Regions from separate parts of the Mus musculus genome. Here all the other regions are linked to region 2. The links are chromatin contacts, called in public Hi-C and HiChIP or PLAC-seq maps. All regions are on one chromosome and are shown on one strand. The core of a region is the stretch at or near the end of the contact, and the rest is flanking DNA. Distances in the headings are between cores, read along the strand shown.

What was found. Hi-C and Micro-C count contacts between places; a contact is called where the count stands out from the background. HiChIP or PLAC-seq counts read pairs in DNA pulled down with a chosen protein or histone mark.
Region 1: an HNF4G HiChIP or PLAC-seq map of pancreatic cancer cells shows a contact between it and region 2. The contact joins the enhancer-like site here to the promoter of Spp2 in region 2. A contact is called at or near these places in 4 of 39 promoter capture datasets (the 3T3-L1 cell line, frontonasal cranial neural crest and pre-B cells), 1 of 115 datasets of contacts at active chromatin or transcription factors (pancreatic cancer cells) and 4 of 9 other capture datasets (adipose tissue, liver, macrophages and 1 more).
Region 3: a contact with region 2 is called in a Hi-C map of uterus. The contact joins the enhancer-like site here to the promoter of Spp2 in region 2. A contact is called at or near these places in 25 of 39 promoter capture datasets (the 3T3-L1 cell line, 3T3-L1-derived adipocytes, HPC-7-derived erythroid cells and 17 more), 21 of 484 Hi-C or Micro-C datasets (the AML12 cell line, the C3H10T1/2 cell line, double positive thymocytes and 11 more), 4 of 115 datasets of contacts at active chromatin or transcription factors (embryonic stem cells, extraembryonic endoderm stem cells and pancreatic cancer cells) and 4 of 9 other capture datasets (adipose tissue, liver, macrophages and 1 more).

The regions. Positions count from the first base shown.
Region 1 is chr1:88,451,201-88,453,900 of GRCm38.p6, forward strand. All of the region lies in intron 1 of Gm29538 (predicted gene 29538), which reads right to left. Among named protein-coding and RNA genes, the nearest start is that of Gm28888, 7.6 kb to the right of the region's middle. Within about 2 kb of position 1,256, at least 25 of the 459 cell types and tissues checked have an H3K27ac peak or open chromatin away from gene starts, as enhancers often do. A contact at or near this core is called in pancreatic cancer cells, where this site is marked.
Region 2 is chr1:88,405,757-88,408,456 of GRCm38.p6, forward strand. Spp2 (secreted phosphoprotein 2) reads left to right here and starts at 1,254. Exons shown (of 8, transcript NM_029269.3): 1 at 1,254-1,460; 2 at 1,561-1,685. The coding sequence starts at 1,394.
Region 3 is chr1:88,356,329-88,359,028 of GRCm38.p6, forward strand. The region is part of intron 18 of Trpm8 (transient receptor potential cation channel, subfamily M, member 8); the gene reads left to right. Among named protein-coding and RNA genes, the nearest start is that of Gm51639, 26 kb to the left of the region's middle. Within about 2 kb of position 1,338, at least 21 of the 459 cell types and tissues checked have an H3K27ac peak or open chromatin away from gene starts, as enhancers often do. A contact at or near this core is called in pancreatic cancer cells and uterus, where this site is marked.

The sequences.
Region 1 (2,700 bases), core at 6-2,505, 45 kb after region 2:
AACAGTTAGAATTACTCAGTTACACAGTGACAGAAAAATAATTGCGAGCTTGAAGTACCCTGAATACCTGGAATTGAATTTTGCAATAAATCTTTAAAATAGTCACTCATGTTTGATTTCTTTATATGGTGTATAATGGCTTCTCCACTGAAATACAGGCGCCTTTGATTTTCCATCTTTCTATGATGCCTCTTTTAAAAATGACAATCTTGTCTTGTGGTACCCACAGGTTGGCACCGTGGGCTGACTTTGCACCCAGCAGCATCACAGCTTGGGACAGCCCTCCATGCTGCCAGCTGTTCTCTGCGGTCCTTGCTGCACACCACCATGCTCCTGGGAAGCCTGGCCAGCTCTTCTGGTGGCCCTTCTGACCTCTTTCACCCTTTTATTTTGGTTGTACGATGTAAGAACCATTGAGCGCTACACATTCATGTCATCTGTTTATACTTAAAAGAATAGTAGTGTACACTCAACTACTTTATGACAGATTTTATTTATGTAAAACCAGGCATCATAACATCTTAGGGCTTTAGGGGGCTATAGGCATTGTGTGTGTGTGTGTGTGTGTGTGTGTGTGTGTGTGTGTGTGTGGTGTTTGTGTGGGTGTGTGCATACATAGTATGTTCATGTAGATATCAATATAGGATGTCTTCCTGAGTTGCTTCTCCACCAATATTTTTTGAGATGGGGCCTCACACTGAACCTGGAGCTCAGGGATTTGGCAAGGCCAGCGGACTTGTAAGCTCCGACAGATGCTGCCGTCTCTGTCTCTACAGAGGGGGTGGTAGGCATGTGTCTACTGCACAGCAGGCTCTTTATTTACTTTTTAACTTTTTTATTGATTCTTTGTGACTTTCACATCGTGAACCCCGAGTCCCATTCATCTATCTCCCTGTCTCTGTATCTGCCTGCCCTTGGCCCTTGAAACCTCCTTCTCCCCAGCCCTCAAGAAAACAAAAAAGTAAAAACAGAAACAGAGAAAGAAAGAAAGAAAGAAAGAAAGAAAGAAAGAAAGAAAGAAAGAAAGAAAGAAAGAAAGGAAGGAAGGAAGGAAGGAAGGAAGGAAGGAAGGAAGGAAGGAAGGAAGGAAGGAAAGAAGGAAGATCTCGCCCTGCAAGCTGCAGTGTGTCATGGTGTATCACACTGTTGTGCCCTTTTGACTAAGCATCTTTACTTGCCAGTGTTTATGGAATGAGTCATTGGTCTGGTTCGAGGCACTATTGGTACTGGAGCCTCTCTGGGGTTCCTCTCAGTTATCAGCTTTGGATCTGTAGGACCGGCCTCTTTATGAGCTCCAGCAGTTCATACATGGGGTAGGCGTTGTGGTGTCAACTCCAAGCCCTGGACCTGGGCCTGGACGCTAGCTGAGTTGGTCAGCCCACCCGCTAACCTGAATTCACACCACAGGGACAAGCTCTCCAGCTCTGCTCCAGTAGCCCATCCAAAGTGCCACAACCAGAAAGAGGCAGGGTCAGCTCTGCACAGCCCTTGGGTCCCAGGCAGCAGCCCATACAGGGGACGTCTGCATGGCCTTTGGTGATAACATGGACATTGACACAGACCCCTGCTGCTACAGGACTCAGGCTACTCACATTGGGCTCCCCACCCTCAAGTCTCCAGTTCGGCTTCTCTTTCTCTCTAATCACACCATATACTTACACATCACCGTAGCTGCTGAGGTGAGTAGGCCATGAGGCTGACAGGCCTCTGAATGTCTTCCACCCACCCATGCTGTGTGGCATCAGACGGACCTTGCAGCAGGCTTTTTAATATGGTCAGGGGTGGGGGAGGGGCGGTGGTCTGAGCTCAGGTTCCCACAGTTCTGCATCGGACACTGACAGACAGAGCCCTCTGCCTAGCATTTAACACAGCAGTTGAGACAGAGAGTAGACAAACGCGTTTATAGATAAAGCCATGAGTTTAGGGAAGATGTAGCTTGTACCAAATAACTGGATTGACTTCGCAGTCAAGTTTCTATTGTGTTTGCAGTACTGTGGTTTCCCCACATTGGGCCTGTCCTGTGTGGTGACCCTGACCTAGGATCTTGGGCTTTTAGTCAGAGGGAAGGAAGCAGGCTGTGAACTGAGGTTGGAGTGTTTGGAATAATATAGGCCAGCTGACTGGATTCCTTGGCAGTGAATGGACAAGCGTAAAAGCAGGCTCTGTGCAGGATACTAGGGATACCTGGACAGACAGGACTAGACCCTGCAGGAAAGACGGTGCTGTGTGCTCACACACAGAAGAGAAATCTGCAAATCAACAAGGTAGGCAGAACAGCAGCTCTTGGTGAAAGGAGACACTGAAGGGGGTGATATTTATGCTAATGGGAGCATAAGGAGGGGCAAGGAAAAGCTTTGTCTTCATCAAAGAAAGTCGTTGCCAGGTAAGCAATCAGGGGACAGCAGGATATGGCGTGTGGCATAAATAAATAAATAAATAAATAAATAAATGGGTCAGAAATGAAATGCTGATAGAATAGGTGGGAAGTAATTTGTGAACGAATTTTTCTGCTCCTCAGAATGTAAGTGGTATTTCTGGGAGAGGTTTTGGGTGTCTTCCCTCACGTTTCCAATTACTAAAGCTAATTATTCACCTCATTTGCATCCTATCTCTAGGCAGGAGCTGGTGAGGGAGGGCCCAGGCCGGTGGATGTCTGTGGTTTGGGGAGGTGGGGGCTCTTGCTCGCTTAAAAAAAAATGA
Region 2 (2,700 bases), core at 4-2,503:
GAGGATGAGAAAGAGGAAATGACCTTGGAAAGTAATGCATCTTCATTTACGATGCAGCCATAGCCCATCGGTTCTTGCTCAGTGTGTTCCCAGGTACTCCTGTTAAATGGTCTGTGATGTACTTTATATAAATTTCCAGGGACTGTGTGCAGGGCTATACAATGCTTCACTTACTGCCACCCAATTTTGAATACTTTGACCGAGTATTTGGGGGCTGGAATAGCAGAAAATCACTGGGATGATGGAGGCACACATTTCTGCAAACCGGAGGAAGAACAAGAAATCACCATAGCATGAGCGTGACTGGATGGCTTATATTTAATCTTCTGGGTTTACAAGACATGATGGAATTCTGCAGGGGCATTTTAAAAGTCATTGCTTTCTAGCTTCCATCAGAGCCCACCCTGCACGCCTGGTGCTAACACTTAATTATAGCCAAGAGAATCTGAGAAATGCAGTGGTCCCCCCCTCCCTCACCCCAGCAAACGTCAAGCAAAATCAATAGCTCAGTGCTGGCAACAGGATGCTGTTGTTCCCTTCATCTCCTCCGCTCATCTGCAATTGCTTTTATTACTGCAGTTCATTTAATGAGTCCAGAGCGTTTGGAGCCAGATGGTGACATTAGTTCAATCTGGAAGACTCTAATGGAATTGAGTTCAAACCAGGTTAAAAGTAACGGAATTACAAATTCCAGTGGTCATTGTCTTGTGGTATTACGCTCTGGGTACTTGTTATACACCAGAAGTTAGCGCCAGCTTCAAATGAAAGACCTGAAAGACAGTTGAGTGAGACCTGGTGCACTCATACACTCACTCATCCGCTGCATGCTTCATTACTCTCCCTATCACAAACACGGCCATTGTGGTTTCTGAACCATGGCCTCTGTAGTGGAGGTGGCAGGCAGAGCTAAGCCAACAGGAAAATCACTCCGCGTGAGTGCAGTCTCTAGGAAGGGAGGACTCTGGCATTGAGAGGTGGAGGGTGAAGGATTTTGAGGACCTGGGAAAGGACTAGATGCACAAGCTTTAAAGTCACCGTTTTGTTGAGTCCACAATTATGTCCCCTCCCCCAAAGAACAAAATGCAAAGAGAGAAGATAAACATTATACAGGGAGACCCAAGCCTCTCTGAATGTCTCCTGCTGTGGGATAAAGTCCCTCGGAGAGGTCCAAACTTCAAAAGTGGCCTCAGTCTGGAATTTTTCCACAGGAAAAGTCAGCAGTAAATATTGACACCGGAATCAATCATCTCTACTGAGGTTCCAGATTGCTCCAGCCAGCCAGGGCAGCTAGGTCACAGGTGACAAGAATAAGACAGCCACCCTCTGAAAGAGCTGTCATCCAGAAGCCTGGAGAGAGGCCGTCTCCCTGACTCTGGGTCGCCATCCTCTCAGTATGGAGCAGGCAATGCTGAAGACGCTGGCTTTGTTGGTGCTGGGCATGCACTACTGGTGTGCCACAGGTAAAGGACACATGCCACCGCTGGCCACCTGCCCTAGGTGATCACAGCCCTCTCGGTGCCTCATCTCTCTCTCACTGTGGCCTGTGTGTTTGCTGTCTAGGTTTCCCGGTGTACGACTACGACCCTTCCTCTCTGCAGGAAGCTCTCAGTGCCTCAGTGGCAAAGGTGAACTCGCAGTCCCTGAGTCCTTACCTGTTTCGGGCGACCCGGAGCTCCTTGAAGAGAGTAAGTGAATGGAGATACCTCCCTGAGCCATTTTTTTACCACCCCCGCCCCCGTCTTGACTTCACCTACTTTGTTGAGTAGATTATTCTTCTGTTTACAATGATCACAGTCTGTCCTCTTCCATGCTGACTTTTTGGACTGAGAAGAGATTTAATTACATTTTGTTGTTGTTGTTGTCCCGAGGCTGTCAAAGCTTCCTGGGACATCTGATTCTTCCCTCTGTGTTTTCCCTCTGACCTCGGCTTTTCTCTGTGTGTGTCCTGGTTTGGGGTGAAGATCCCAGAAGTCCTTGTGATGCTGTTTGATTGGGAGGTGCTGCCTAATGAGAAAGAGACTCTCTCCCCACTCAGCATTGGGCTACCAGTGTTTATAGGAAAGAAACGCTGGCTTCTGAGTCCATGAAACCCACCCACTCTGGTGGACTTGATAGTGCTGTTTCCCGATCACCTAGAGAACTTGGGAAAGAGACATTATCTCGGGCTTGCTGTGACTCACTGTGGCCAAAGTGAGGGGGAAGCAGAACAGGATCATAGAGAGGCCTTTCTCCTTCCTGCTCCCTGAGGAGTCTCTCTGTCTTCTTATAGGCTTAACTGGGCTAACAGGGAGGTAGGGACAGACATGAAGAAGAAATAGGACTGACAAGCTCATGGAGACATGAGTAGAGCCTTGTGGTCAGCAGCCACTACCTCCACACAGAGGCCACATGGCCGCTCCTACTGGCTGCTCCCTTTTCCACCCTATTCTAGGCTACCACCTCTTACTTACACTCAGCTACTCCTCTCATACTCAGCTGCTCCTCTCACACTCAGCTGCTCCTCTGCTCCTCAACAGCATACACACTTCATTCTCCCAGCTCAACTGCATGTAAAACATGTCCCTTTGGTCCCCTTTTGCAGACACTGGTTCCAAGTTTTCTTTCTCCCAAATGCAAAGCAAATTTCATTGCTTTGGTTGCCTTTTCTAGCTGGATAACTGGGTTGTGAAGGTGTAGACTGAGCTAGAGTGAGCTGCCAGC
Region 3 (2,700 bases), core at 88-2,587, 49 kb before region 2:
ACTCCTGGATTGCGAGGGATTCTGGGGCCCTCTGTCAATTCTTAGTATGTCTTAATCAATTAATGATGTCTGCTATGGAAGTGAGGGCTGGGGGGGGGGGGTTGGGTACCTGTGCCCTATATGCCTGTCTTTATGATTAGTAGGTAAGTGGTGTGGAAGATGGTGGAACGTCAGCAGAGGTGGAGGAAGAAAACACACAGGATGGCCGGAGTACCAGTGTACTGACTATAGTTCTGGAAGGCAGAAGTCCAACGTGAAGTTGTGGGTTGGGTTGACCCCATAGAGTACTGTGAAGTGACTGTTCTGCTGTGCTGTCCCCTAGCTTCTGAAAGTTTACTGGCCATCTTTGTCACTCTGTGCCTGACGGATGTGACACTCTGACCCGCAGCCTCATGCCCATATGGTGCCCTCCCTATGTGCAGGTGTGTCCTAATTTCTCTGTTTCCTGGGGACAACAGTCATGTTGGATCAGGACTCCATCTCGACCTGTCAGCGCCATCTGCAGTGGCCTGATTTCCGAACAAGGTCACGTTCCCAAGCAGAGGGCTGAGGACTTAAGTGTAGAGATACAGCTCTTCCACATATGGCCTCTCTCCCTGTGGCCAGCCTTTACTTCCAAGTTTTCTTCTGGCTTGTGATGTGTCACTAGTAGAGTGGAGCTGGAATATTCTGTGTGTGATAATCAGAGCCAGGGGACTCTCGACATTCAGAGAACTGCTGGACCAGAGGGTCAATTGACTCACAGCCGATAGGGAATTAAGCCACGAGCATTGGATGGACAGGGGTAGAAGGGACAGGGGAGGAAAGAGGCAGGGAGAGGGAGGGAAAGCCCAGCAGGAGTTGCAAATACACGGTGTGCAGTAATCTGGTTTCTTTGGTCTTTCCCTGTCTGGGTGCATTTTCTACTGAAGAGACCCTTAAGAGATGCAGAAACCTGGATCAGGTTGTCTCCTCTTGTACTGACCCCATCAGGGAGTCTGCCGAGCTCCCTAGGTCCTGACACATGCTCTGGTGGTCCAGGGAGCAGCATCAAGCAGGGTGATTTGTTTTAGACGTTCATTTGCTGTGTGTATCAGGAGCCAGAGCTGCTATTGTCATGTTGTTGAGAATGTGTGTTCTTAATACAGGACAAGGAATGTGCTTGTAAGTCACCCCTGAGGGTCACCATGGTTATGGGACTACTGAGGCCAGAGATAAGGAGACATACAGAGGGATCCTGCCTTCACTTTCTTCTGAGCAGAGAGAAACCCAGGTGGCCTTTCTTGGAACAACAGTGAGGCCCTGTCTTTGAGAAATCTGTCACTAGAGGGCGCTATTTCCCTTTGTTTCTGCAAGTTCCTCACCTGGGTTGTTCAAGGAAAGGCTCTGCAGGCCTGTGCAGTCTTAATGGGCCAGACTCACTCATGGTTGTTAGGAGAAACCCCTAAACAGGACATTGTCTGTTTTAGATTGTGCCTGGGACTCAGATACCCATGCTCTCAGTGAGGAGGGACGTCCCTTGCCCAGAGCGGGGATGTTCACAGCTAATTTGACCTCGCCAGTCCCCAGTGCAGACACAGTTGTTAACCGACTCCTAGTGGAGCTAAGCAGGCACTGTGGATGTTTGTTTATAGTGTTGTAAGTTCCACCCTGCCTTCTCTGAAAGCTCCTTCAGTTCTGAGGCTGTCACAGTGCAAGAGATGGTGAACACATCCTGGTATTTCAGGAACACAGCTTAGAGCTGCACTCTCCCCCCTTAGACAAGAGGCGTCTCTTCATTAAAAACAAAACAAAACACCACCACCACCACCAACAACAACAACAACAACAACAAAAAAAACCCGAAATCTTTTCTCCCTGTAGTGGCATTCTTGTGGCCCAGGCCTCTTCTGTCTATTGGTTCTGTAATATGGCCAGGCTTCTGAAGTCACTGAGGCGAGACGAGGCTGGGCTGGGGTTGTACAGATCAGTGTGTACCAGCCTCCCAGCGGGAATGGGAAAGAGAACAGGTGGGCAGGGCCTGTGCCAGCCACTTCCGAAGCATGGAGTGGCAATGGGTTTTGCTGCCCTGGGGATCAGCACTGCCCAGATAAATGGATGCTCCTGTGTCCTCCCCAGGGTCCTAACCTTGCGCCTGTCTCCTCACAGTGGAACATGGTCTGGCCCGGGCTGCCCAGACCTGGGGGACTTCACTGTTCCACTGTGATCTGGCAGTGTTCCCCTCCTTTGGCAACTCAAGCTGTGCATCCTACATCCCAGATTGCAGGGTTTCAGTGGATCTGAGAAACTCACTATCCCCAGGATGGGCACCTAAGTTTAGGCTTTGGGGTCAGAGGCAGAGAAGGTCATAGGATATATGAGTCCCAAATAGACTTGGTGGGTGAGTTCATGGGAAGACAAGGACATGAACATGGGAATCAGAATCACACCTCAGTGAATCTTCTGTCCCCTATTTGAGCTGCCCCTGGAGTCTGGTCCTTAGGCTCCTAGTAGCCAGATTCTGAGCAAGTAGGCAAATGAAAAGATCAGACAGCTAGGTTGGCATTCTTAAAAAATCCAGTGTGTGGAGCCTGTCTTAGTTAGGGTTTCATTGTTGAGAACAGACATGATGACCAAGGCAACTCTAGTGAGGATAACATTTAATTGGGGCTGGCTTACAGGTTCAGAAGTTCAGTCCATTATCATCAAAGCAGGAGCATCCAGGCAGGCATGGTGCAGGAG